2 separate regions of the Mus musculus genome follow, and region 1 is linked to region 2. The links are chromatin contacts, called in public Hi-C maps. All regions are on one chromosome and are shown on one strand. The core of a region is the stretch at or near the end of the contact, and the rest is flanking DNA. Distances in the headings are between cores, read along the strand shown. Region 1 overlaps Cul4a (cullin 4A). Region 2 overlaps Mcf2l (mcf.2 transforming sequence-like).

Region 1 (5,075 bases), core at 1,332-3,831, 150 kb before region 2:
GACCCATGGTGCCCCCTCTGGAAATGGAGAACACAATGCTCTTTTAAAAAAGGTGCTGTCCTGAACTTGCATGCTATGCCTCCTGGGATCTGACCCTTTCTTTCCTCTTGTCCCCAAACCCCAAAGGACGGGAGTTTCACTGTCTCCTCTGTGCCCCACCCCCATGTCTCCATCTCCTCACAGTAGTGCATAACACATCTTGCACAAACACTGCATCGACCTGGAGTCTAGAGGAAAAGACAAATGAAAAGAGAAAACTGTGTACTGTTTCATGAGAATCATGGCCATGAAGACATGGGTGGACAGTGGCTAAAGAGTGCACACTGCTCTTGCACCCCAGCCCCCTAGCTCTCGGGATCTCACACCGCTGGCTCCTCCCTCAGGCACCTGTGCTCACACTCGAATCACCACACCCTGCACAGGAAATGGACTCACAAAACCTTAGAAGAACAAGAGGCTAGAAAGACAAGAGCCTGGTGCTCAGTGAAGTTCTATCAGGCAAACAAAGCACTCAGGCGCTGAGGGAGTCGCTCTCCTTCCTGAGTCCTCTTGAGATAGCTCGTGGTAAGAAATCCAGTGTGTAACTGCTGAGTGCACACATTATAAGCAAAGCTCGGTGTTGGGAGCAGAGTCTCAGAGTACTGGGTGCAGCCAGAAGCATGGCCATAGCCTCAGTGTGAGGCCAGCAGGCCGTGGCTGTGGGGACTGAGGAGTCAGTGCAGGGCTTACTTACTGTGTGCTGTGGTCTAAGTAGGTGATCACTCGGTCTGCTTCCTCTTCTAGACGTTTGCTCACATGGTTAAGGTATTCTGGAACCTTCCAAAAAAAACATTTAACACATCAATGACAAAGACTTCTCACATTATACATAAAATTTCCTCAAAAAATAGAGAAAAAGAGAGAGAGAAGCAAACCCACTCACTCGCTAACAGACTGCCACTGAGAAGCCCCTCTAACCAGGCAGGGCCCAGGCCACTCTCACGGCTTACTACCAAGTGCGGGGGGACAAATACCAGTGGGCCACGATGGGTGAGTTAGTATCAGTACCTGGGGAGACAGCCAAAGCTTACTAGCAACCTGTACACATGGATCACACGGATCTGTCAGCGGTGACATCCTCCCTCCCCTGCAGTCACGGCAACTGCAGACAGCCATCGCTTGTCCTCAGTGCCACCTTAGCTAGCACGGCTGCAGCTAAACTGTGATCTGATGGGTTGGGCCCATCTTGGCAGGGGCAGGTGGCTCCACATAGGACTCATCACTCCCTTGGGACTGGACTCTAGACCTAAGAAGCTGCTCAGAGGGGCTGAGGTGACACTGCTGTTATTATCTAGGCTTCTTCACATACATTCTTCACCAATGCTTTACACAGTGACATGTTTGATTTTTAAGATTAGCTCTTTATCTTCTTGCTTAGACATAGGCTCAGACATTAGACATAGGCTTGCTTAAACATCGCTATTTTAGAAAATACTTAGGGGAGGGGAAATAAAGAAAGAAAGCTTCTAAGGGAAAGAAATTAACTCCTTTGTACAGCAAGCAGTTCTCTCCCAAAGACTCCAGAGACTTTGGCAAATGTATACATACAAAAGGGCAGCAGGCCCAAGGAGTGGGTTACAGCCAAATGCAGTCGGCCGCACAGCTCACCTCCCTGTCCTGCATCAGCCTCTGGCCTTCAGCAGCGTATAGACAGTTAGTCTCTTCCAAGAACTTCAGCTCAAATGAGTCTTTGTACACCTAGGAAACAAGCAGCTCCTGATGAGCTTGAGCACAGAAACCTTCCTTTTCAAGCACTGGTTCTTATCAGGCGCTTCTCTTGCAGCTCCGTGCAGACTGTACCACAGGCCTCCATCACTCTCCTTAAGGACTAGACAATCGGGATGTCCACTCATACTTCTGGGTACTAGTCCCCACTTACAGCTCTGAAGCCTGCCTTTACTTTGGCGCAAGCACAAATGCTCAAGACCAAGGCCTCACCTGGAGATCTGAGAGCATGCTTAGCAAACTCCGAAGCAGACTCCTGTCCACAGCCTCTCCACTTCGTTCACGCCCAATCAGCAGCAGGATCCCATCAATGGTCTTACTCTGCACCATCCTGTCGCTGATGATGTGGTTCCTAAACAGCTCTAGGCCCATGTCCCTGATGGAGAAGCACAACAGGCTTTGGCTTACCTTTGATCCTCTAGAGTTTCACGTGTGCTACACGCACCAGCCCCAAAATGCTGTTTGCCAGTGATACCCAGATCTTTAAGAGTCCTCCTACCAACTGGCTTGTTGGGCCAGTCCAGGATGTTTATGCCTCTACCATAAATGAGGTTAATTCCTAGATAGGCCAAGCTCACTACCCCAAGGAGATAATGAGATATCTTGTGCCACACAGGCACTCAATTATCGAATTGCTATTGTTGGGCCTATCATCTTTGGCCTATGTTTCACCATTCTCCTTCCGTGAGCCTCAACGGTATCAAGATTATGGGAATCACCACTGATTCTGCCCCCTTCTGCATCCCTTCCTCCCCCCACCCCTGCACCCATACTGTCTCCAGCAACCACTGTTGCTGTAACTGTTTCCACAGAAAGCAGATATGAAATGACCACAAATTAACCCTGCTCCCTCAGCCTATATATAGCCCAGGAGTCGTGGGAGTCTATTCCGTGAAGACACCATGCTCTAACAAGAGAACTCTGCAGGTCTGCAGGAGGCCCAGGGGTCAGGGTGGACTTACCAGATAGAAGGCAGCATGGAATTCTGGAGGACGTAGGTTCGATCCAGAAACAGGAAGATGCTTCTGATCATGATCTGAAGAACAGGGAGGAGCAGCACTCACACATCCCTCCCTCACACACACACACACACACCACTGAGAACAGAGACTTCTTAGGCCATCTTACATTAGCTGCCTTCAAAGTGTCAATCATTCCTGATGGAACCCCGCATATACCAAGACCTTCATTTTTACAAACTTAGCTTTTTCTTCTGGTATTTTCCATTCAATGCAACAGCCCAGACTACAAGGGTTTTAAAGCACTCAGCCTCAAGGAAATCTGAAATTTGATTATCACCCAACTGATGACAAAATGAAGCTTGTGCATGTCTGTCTAATCTTTCATTCTTGGTTTTCTGAGATGGGGGTCTCATAGCATTAAACTTTTTATTTTCTTTATTTCTACTTCCTAAATGTGGTGACTGCAGGTGGGTATATAACCTCTATCCCTGGCTTAAGTTTTCCAACAGTTAGATAGCCTGCTGCACTGCCCTGAGGCTCTTGGGCTCCAGGGCAGGCAGTCAACTGTCCTCTCCTTTGCTGCTGAAGCCATGTGTTCACCAGCTGGAACTGCCTCCACTTTTTGGTGAGACCTGCTGACGTTTGAAATACCTTCCCAAGTGGACATTCTTGTTTTTTATATCCATGAGCTCAGAATGCTCATCTTTAGAAAATAAGCGTTCAGTCTACTTGAAGAAGCCACATAGACTATCTTCTCTCATAGGTCATCAACAGCTGGGCCACACTGAAACCCATGTGTCAAGTCAAGGAGCTGGAATTCAGGCCAACGTTTCCATTAGACACTGGAAGCCTCCTCTGAGGACTTGGAGGAGTCTTTGATGAGCACACAGTGACTGCTGACCTGCAGGCAGCACCTCCTCCTAGAAGAGGCTGAGCAGCCCACCTCCCCACTCCATTCTACTGCTTAACGTGGTGAAGGGTCCCTGAGCTCAGGCTTCAAGTTGGTGGAAAGGCGGCTGTGAAGAGCTCACCTTCATTCTGTCTAGAGCAGAGGCTTGTACAAGTGAGCAGGTGTGAGTGAGCTAACTCAGGCAGCACTGACAGAGCGTCAAGGCTGATGAAGGTTACACTTACCATTTGTCTGCAGTGATCTTGCCAGCATGTGTTAATCTTCTTTAGAAATAAAACGCTGTCTAGTGAGTCTGTGCAGACCTGCTAAGGAAGCTTCAAACACAATAGTCCATCCCAGTTTTCCAACTTTCACTCTGACCAATACCCTCCCTGCTAGATGTCCCTCTACAAACAGTGAGAATATGACCACACTATAGTCTCAACACTTCTGTATCCTAAATCCACAGTGGAGACCTAATCCTAAGGCAACAGGGCCAGTGGGTATATACGACACCGCAGAGAGCTGCCTCATCTACCCACAAAGCAGGAAGCTCTTACCAGATGGAGAGAACTAGCACATGGGTCTCGGGACTTCGTCTCCAGGTTGTGAAAAACAAACACCCATGGCTTTTTTTTTTTTTTTTTTTTTTTTTTTTTACAAATATACCAACAGAGACCTGCAGCTCCCAAGCGAGGAGTGTGAATTCTTTGTCTCTGTCCACTGGCCTCACTCCCTATCTGTAGTAAGCTACCTGACACATCCAGCCCCCTGGGATCTGCGCCTTATTGCTTTGACTTCCATTCTCTCCTCTCTGTAGGACTGCTTTCTGTTCCTGCCAGCTTACAGAGATAACCAGGCACAAGTGCTTAATGGGGAGGGGGGGCAGGACTGCACCCCACTGAGGGCCAGGACTGAACATAACTCTACAAAGGACCTTCTACAGCTGGTGACTGATGGGACCAGGATGTCCAACAGTAAAAAAGTGTGTATTGAATGATAACAGCAGGGAGCTGGCAGCTCAAGAGTGATAGAGGCTTCCCCAGTAAAAACTTAAAACGCTAAACACAAGGTTGCATCTATGACCAGACTGTGCACCACCTAGACTCAAAGTGTACTTCTCTGTGTTTGGGATTTTGTGTGTATACTTTTGGGACAGTGTCACTCTGCCCAAGACTGGCCTTAAACCCAGCTTTCCTCCTTCCCAGTGTCCCACGTGTTGGGATTTTAGGTATCAGCCACCACACTGTGCTTGTTTGTTTTTGAGTCAGGATCTTAACATAGAGACTATGAGGAGCCTGAGATCCTTCTGCCTCAGTATCCCCAGAGATGATACTACAAGCATGTGCCAGTGTATGAGGTTTAGTAAAGACTCAAAAAACATTTTTTTAAGCCAGAGTCTCGCCATATACTCTGCTGGCCTGAACCTTGTTATTAGGACATTCTATTGTATGTGTGTG
Region 2 (5,205 bases), core at 749-3,248:
AGTTAGCCCTTATAGTTCTCATCAGTAGGTGCATCATGGGTAACAGTAAACACTCAAGGGCCAGCAGCAAGAGTGAGCGGGTGTTGGGGCTGGGGTACAGCAACCAGCACTAAGAACCCACGACCTGAATCCATGAACACTGGCATCCCAGTGGTTGGTAGAGGGCTGGTCAAGGCGACATGTTCCCCTGTGGTGCCTGGATGAAGGGAACAGGCATGTGAGATCAGCAGAGGGGGTGGGGGCCTGGAGAGAGGCAGCTGGAGTGAGCTGACCAGAGGCCCAGGGGTCTCAGGATAGGTTCACCACAGATGGAACCTCTCTTGCCAGTGGGACATGTCCCCTTGATTGTGTAATGTCTCGTCCTACCCAAGTGTCACTGTCTTAGTGACACTGGTATTTAAAAGCAGGTGTTGGAATACAGTGTACAAGATTTACAAAGGAGTTATAAGGATGGAAGGGGTGGGGGAGGGGGAGTAAGTGAAACCAGGCCAGACAGAGGAGCCATGGGGCTCACAGTAAACCTGACTTGACAATGGTTTGACTAATGGCGCCCTCGTGTGGTCAGTATGAAGCTGCACATTCAGGAGGGCACTGGAGGTGGGTCATTAACTACCCTCTGGGCTCCTCCTACCAGGTGCCCAGGCCTCACAGCTGACTGCCCAGAGAGCATAAAGGGACAGTTTGTGAGGGCCCAGTAAGTGCACAAGGGCAGCGCCAGGACAATAAGGCCATATTCCCGAGGTTACCCATCTTCCCTAGGCTGCCTGGTTGGCTCCTGTGGGTTCAGATTTTGTTTGTTTGTTTGTTTGTTTGTTTGTTTTAGCATTGGCTGAGGATGCCTGGAGTCAGCCAGCAGACTCACAGTTTTATTAGACTTTCCTGAAACACATGGGACCTGGTCCTTCTGGGCAGGAACAGGGATGGGGTCACAGAACAGGGTGGGCTCCTCCCACCTGTGCATAGTATTACTTATGCCTGGCTCTGGGCCGGTGTCCCCAGCCCCAAGGCTCCCTGGGGCACAGGTGCATGCTATGCGCTGGTGGAGGGCAGAGGGACTCAAACACTCAATGATCAAAGTACTCCTGGCTCTGGAGGACAGGGAGACTGATGGAACCCACAGGTCAGCAGCAGCCACTGGGCACAACCAGCCCCTCTCTGAACATTGGAGAAGAATCAGAGCCTCTGATGTCAAAAATGGTGTGAATATACCCAACTCACAGCCATCTTGGCTCAGGAGCCTCTGCCCTCACTTTCCCTGGTCTCTCTGTCAAAAGCTCCTGTGAGCTCTGTCAAATCAATCTGTGCTCAGAAAGAACTCATCACACCTCACAAAGAAATTGTTGCATGTGCACATGCGTGTGTGTGTGTGTGTGTGTGTGTGTGTGTGTAGTGGGGGAGTTGCCACTCACTGTCTCCATTGTGGCTTCAGGGCACTTGTTAGTGTCCTCCCTGAGGGCTGCCCAAGGCTGCCAAGATCTTTCTCCTCAGGCACCCCTTCTACTTTGGATTAACAAGTAGTATTCTGACACACTGGCTCCCTCTCAGCCACTGTCAACTCCCTGAATAGCAGCTAATGGCACTGTGTGACAGGGTGGAGGAAGGGCCTGGGGAAGGCCACCAAGAGCCACTATTTGTGCCTCCCCGAGTTACCGCATGGTACAATGGCACAGACTCTAGCAGGGTGATGGCAGCTCTTCTTCCTCTTGAACAAAAGACCAGGACAGTCACTGCCCTTGCCTCTGAACGCCAGGCATGTGCTGGTTACATGACACGTGTCACAGACTGCAGCTGCCCAGTGTGGCAGCCCCTAGCCATGTGTGAGCAGAAACAACTACTTTGTTTTCTTCCATTTTAACTTTAAGCGGCCACACGTGGTCAGTGACTATCACACTGGATGGCAGTTACAGAGGAAGATAACTAATGAGTGATGGAGAGGAAGTGGCCTCTGGTGGGGTTAGGAGAATGCGACTCAGAAGAACAGGGCGGGACCGCATGTGAAGGTCCCTGCAGAGAGTCTTCAAGAGCAGAAGTCGCAGGGACTCCTGGGAGCTTCAGAGGCTTTCAGCGCTCAAAGCACTGGACTTCACAAATGAAACGCTGCTGTGGGAAGCCGAGGTCTCGAGCAGTCTGTGAGAGCCAGGGACGAGATGGCAGGCTTGTCCACGTGAGTGTCCTCTGCAGTCCTCTTGTCCTGATCCAAAGCTGGCCGTGGGGGCTGAGCTCCCCTTGGAAGCCACACACGGTGACCATCCAGGTAAGCATTGTCACAGACAACAGCAGGGACAGCAGGAGGATGTCCTGGATCATTTTTTATCAACTTGACACGCGCTAGACTCCTCTGGGATCAGGAACTCTCAGTTGAGAAAATGCCTCACTGAGACAGGATCAGGCTGCAGGCAAGCCGATGAGGTACTTTCTTAATTAGTGATTGATGAAGGAGGGTCCAGCCCTCCTTGTGGGTGGTCCCATCCCCAGGGCTGATGGTCCTGGGTCCGATAAGAAAGCAGGCTGAGGAAGCCGCAGGAACAAGCCTGTAAGCAGCACCCCTTCACGGCCTCAGCATCAGCTCCCGCCTCTGGGTTCCTGTTCTGGTTTCCTTCAATGACTGCACAGTGCTGTGAAAGGGTGAGCCAAAGCCCTTTCCTCCCCAAGTTGCTTTTGGTCATGTTCTTTCATGATAGATAGCAAAAGTCACCCCAAGTCAGACAGAGGAGCAGACTCTGGGTACATGAGACTCAAGGAGACTGTCACCAACAGGGACGAAACATGAAGGCATTGATTACTATTAATCAAGTAACTGCCCTTCATGGCAGCAGGGCCCCAACCAAGAAAGCATGGGCCCCCAAGTCCGCCTGCTGACAGGCAGGTACACTTGGCCCATCTACACTGCGGAGAAAGCAGTAAACAAGGCCAATGTGAAGGACACCCCTAAAGCGCGGCTGGGCGAAAGGCGAGCTGAGACTCAGGGTCACACTGCCCACCACACGTGGGATCTTGAGGTTAACCAACCCTCATCTGTGGTTCCCGGTGAGGAGGAAGCAGAGGCAGAGATTGGGCATTTAACACCAGCGTGGCAGTGGCTTAGCACACGCATGGTTGCACACACGCCCTCTCTCCCAGAACACTCACACTCCATGGAAACTTCCATCTGAATGCATGGCACATCTGGCTGCTTTGGGGACTGTGTGAATGGCCAGTCAAATAGGGAGAGTCAAACAGGTATTCTAGAAGACAGCATCTACGCTCTCTGAGTTCTGCCTCTGTATCCCACTTCCAATGGTCCTCACAAGCCACGAGTCATCTCAGTGAGCATGTGCCTCTGCATACGTGTGTGTGTGTGTGTGTGTGTGTGTGTGTGTGTGTGTGTGTGTGTCTGTGTCTGTGTGTCTGTGTGTCTGTGTGTCTGTGTGCGTGCATCTGTCTTGTTCATTTTGCCTGCACATTTCAGTGCTAGTGTGTGGTGTGTGCATCTGTACATGTGTGAGCCATGCAGGCACCTCTTAGGTAGGAGCAGGAGTCCCTGTTAGCCTGTGTGAATGGGAAGAGCTTTGTAAATGCAGAGTCAATGTGCTGCACGGGAGGATGGCCTGGGATCTTATGGCTACTCCCAGTCCTCCAACTGAACAGGGCCTCCAGCTGATTTATTTATGATCTGCTGAGGAGCAAATCTGTCTGCACTTTGCTTTGAATTAATGCTGGACCAGTGTGTATTAGCAACGTAATCTAGGTCATGTGGGGAGGATGTATAGCAAGCAGCTTGGGGGCCTGCTGACAGGGCAAGGGAAGGCTGCCTCTCTGTGGTCAGTGGTCAGCATGCTCAAAAGCACAGGCACCTGGGACCTCCACTAGCCCTTTCCCACCCAGGTCCTGTGTACCCTTGCCACAGGATACTGGCTCCACAGAAGTACCTAAAAACCATGGCTGCAGAACTCCAAGGAGCCAGTGGCAGCTATAGCGGAGAACCCACGCTGTGGCCACCAGAGATGGGTCTTTTTTCTGATCCAACTGTTTTCAGGGATGGGGGGTCTGGTATGAATTTCTCCTTCTCTTCAATATTCATTTATTCTCCCCTGCCCCAGGGGTTTCCTGTGTAAACCGGCAGATCTCAAACTTGTGGTCCTCCTGCCTCAGCCTCCTGAGTGCTGAGTTGGCAGTAGGAACTGCGCCTGGCTCCCTTGAGTGTTCTTAAAACTCACAACTTAACCTGATTTGCTTTGCTTCCTCGTGTGGTAGAATGTGTACATGCATAAACATGTAAATGCAAGCATGTAAACATGGATGTGAATATGTATGTAATGTGTATATGGGATGAGCACACATGCATGAACAGGTGTGTACAAGAATGCATATGTAAAACACGTTGGAAACACACAGGGATGTGCTCGCATGTGAGAGTGTGCATGTGTGGAGCACAGATGTGAACCCACACATAGATGTGAGCACGTATGAGTTCATTTGTGAGTATGAGCATGGATACATGCATAAGTGCACGGGTTAAGTGTGCGTGTTAGCCTGTATGTGTGTACATGTGTGACTGTGAGAATACATGAGTGTGTGTGTGCATGTACACACGCACATGGGTGAGCGTGCATGTCTGAAGGAGGCCTTTGGTGGGCTTACTAGGACGTGGAGGTGTCTAGGGTAGTGTGGAGCTTACCTTGGCTAGTACGGGGTGGGTGAGGCTGGCTCCAGAACTACGAGAGGGGCCTGTGGGTGAGCGCAGAATGACTGACACTCGGAGGTGCCCTGCAGGCTCCGCAGCATCTCCCATGGAGATTTGCTAGCACTAGCTCAGCCTTGAGAAAGAAATGAACCGTGGCGGTAAGGATGAAGAGTCTGCTGTCTGCTCCATCTTCTTCTCCGTTGGGCCAGCAGCACACCCTCTCACTTAGGGTTTCTACTACTGGCACGCTTCCCATCTCTGTCAGTCAACTGCCTCTGTGGTCTTCTGGGTAAGCTAACTGGTGGTTATCTCTGTGTGCCCTCCATTTCTCTCCTATATCCTGTCAAGTGTGCTCCAATCACTCAAAGTGCCCTCAGCAGAGTCCTAACATGCTGGGACAGGACAGAGGGGCAGGACAGCTGAAAGTCACAGAAGGGACAGGAAAGGGGTGGGCTATTCATGGTAGTAGGCACAGCACAGTATTGACCTAGAAACCCATGAACCATATACCCATTAATCATATACCTGCAGGCCTAGTGGTC

What was found. Hi-C and Micro-C count contacts between places; a contact is called where the count stands out from the background.
Region 1: a Hi-C map of pre-megakaryocyte-erythroid progenitors shows a contact between it and region 2, with 3 times the contacts expected there. The contact joins two enhancer-like sites. A contact is called at or near these places in 2 of 39 promoter capture datasets (both in embryonic stem cells), 2 of 15 datasets of contacts at CTCF or cohesin (embryonic stem cells and pro-B cells), 88 of 484 Hi-C or Micro-C datasets (the 4T1 cell line, the AtT-20 cell line, B cells and 49 more), 5 of 115 datasets of contacts at active chromatin or transcription factors (the HPC-7 cell line, T-cell acute lymphoblastic leukemia, bone marrow-derived macrophages and 2 more) and 2 of 9 other capture datasets (adipose tissue and liver).

What each region holds. Positions count from the first base shown.
Region 1 is chr8:13,120,532-13,125,606 of GRCm38.p6, reverse strand. It overlaps Cul4a (cullin 4A), which reads right to left. Exons shown (of 20, transcript NM_146207.3): 4 at 3,861-3,930; 5 at 2,727-2,800; 6 at 1,978-2,140; 7 at 1,648-1,737; 8 at 734-816. Among named protein-coding and RNA genes, the nearest start is that of Mir7065, 13 kb to the left of the region's middle. Within about 2 kb of position 2,581, at least 6 of the 459 cell types and tissues checked have an H3K27ac peak or open chromatin away from gene starts, as enhancers often do. A contact at or near this core is called in pre-megakaryocyte-erythroid progenitors, where this site is marked.
Region 2 is chr8:12,974,279-12,979,483 of GRCm38.p6, reverse strand. The region is part of intron 3 of Mcf2l (mcf.2 transforming sequence-like); the gene reads right to left. Among named protein-coding and RNA genes, the nearest start is that of Gm38671, 29 kb to the right of the region's middle. Within about 2 kb of position 1,998, at least 24 of the 459 cell types and tissues checked have an H3K27ac peak or open chromatin away from gene starts, as enhancers often do. A contact at or near this core is called in pre-megakaryocyte-erythroid progenitors, where this site is marked.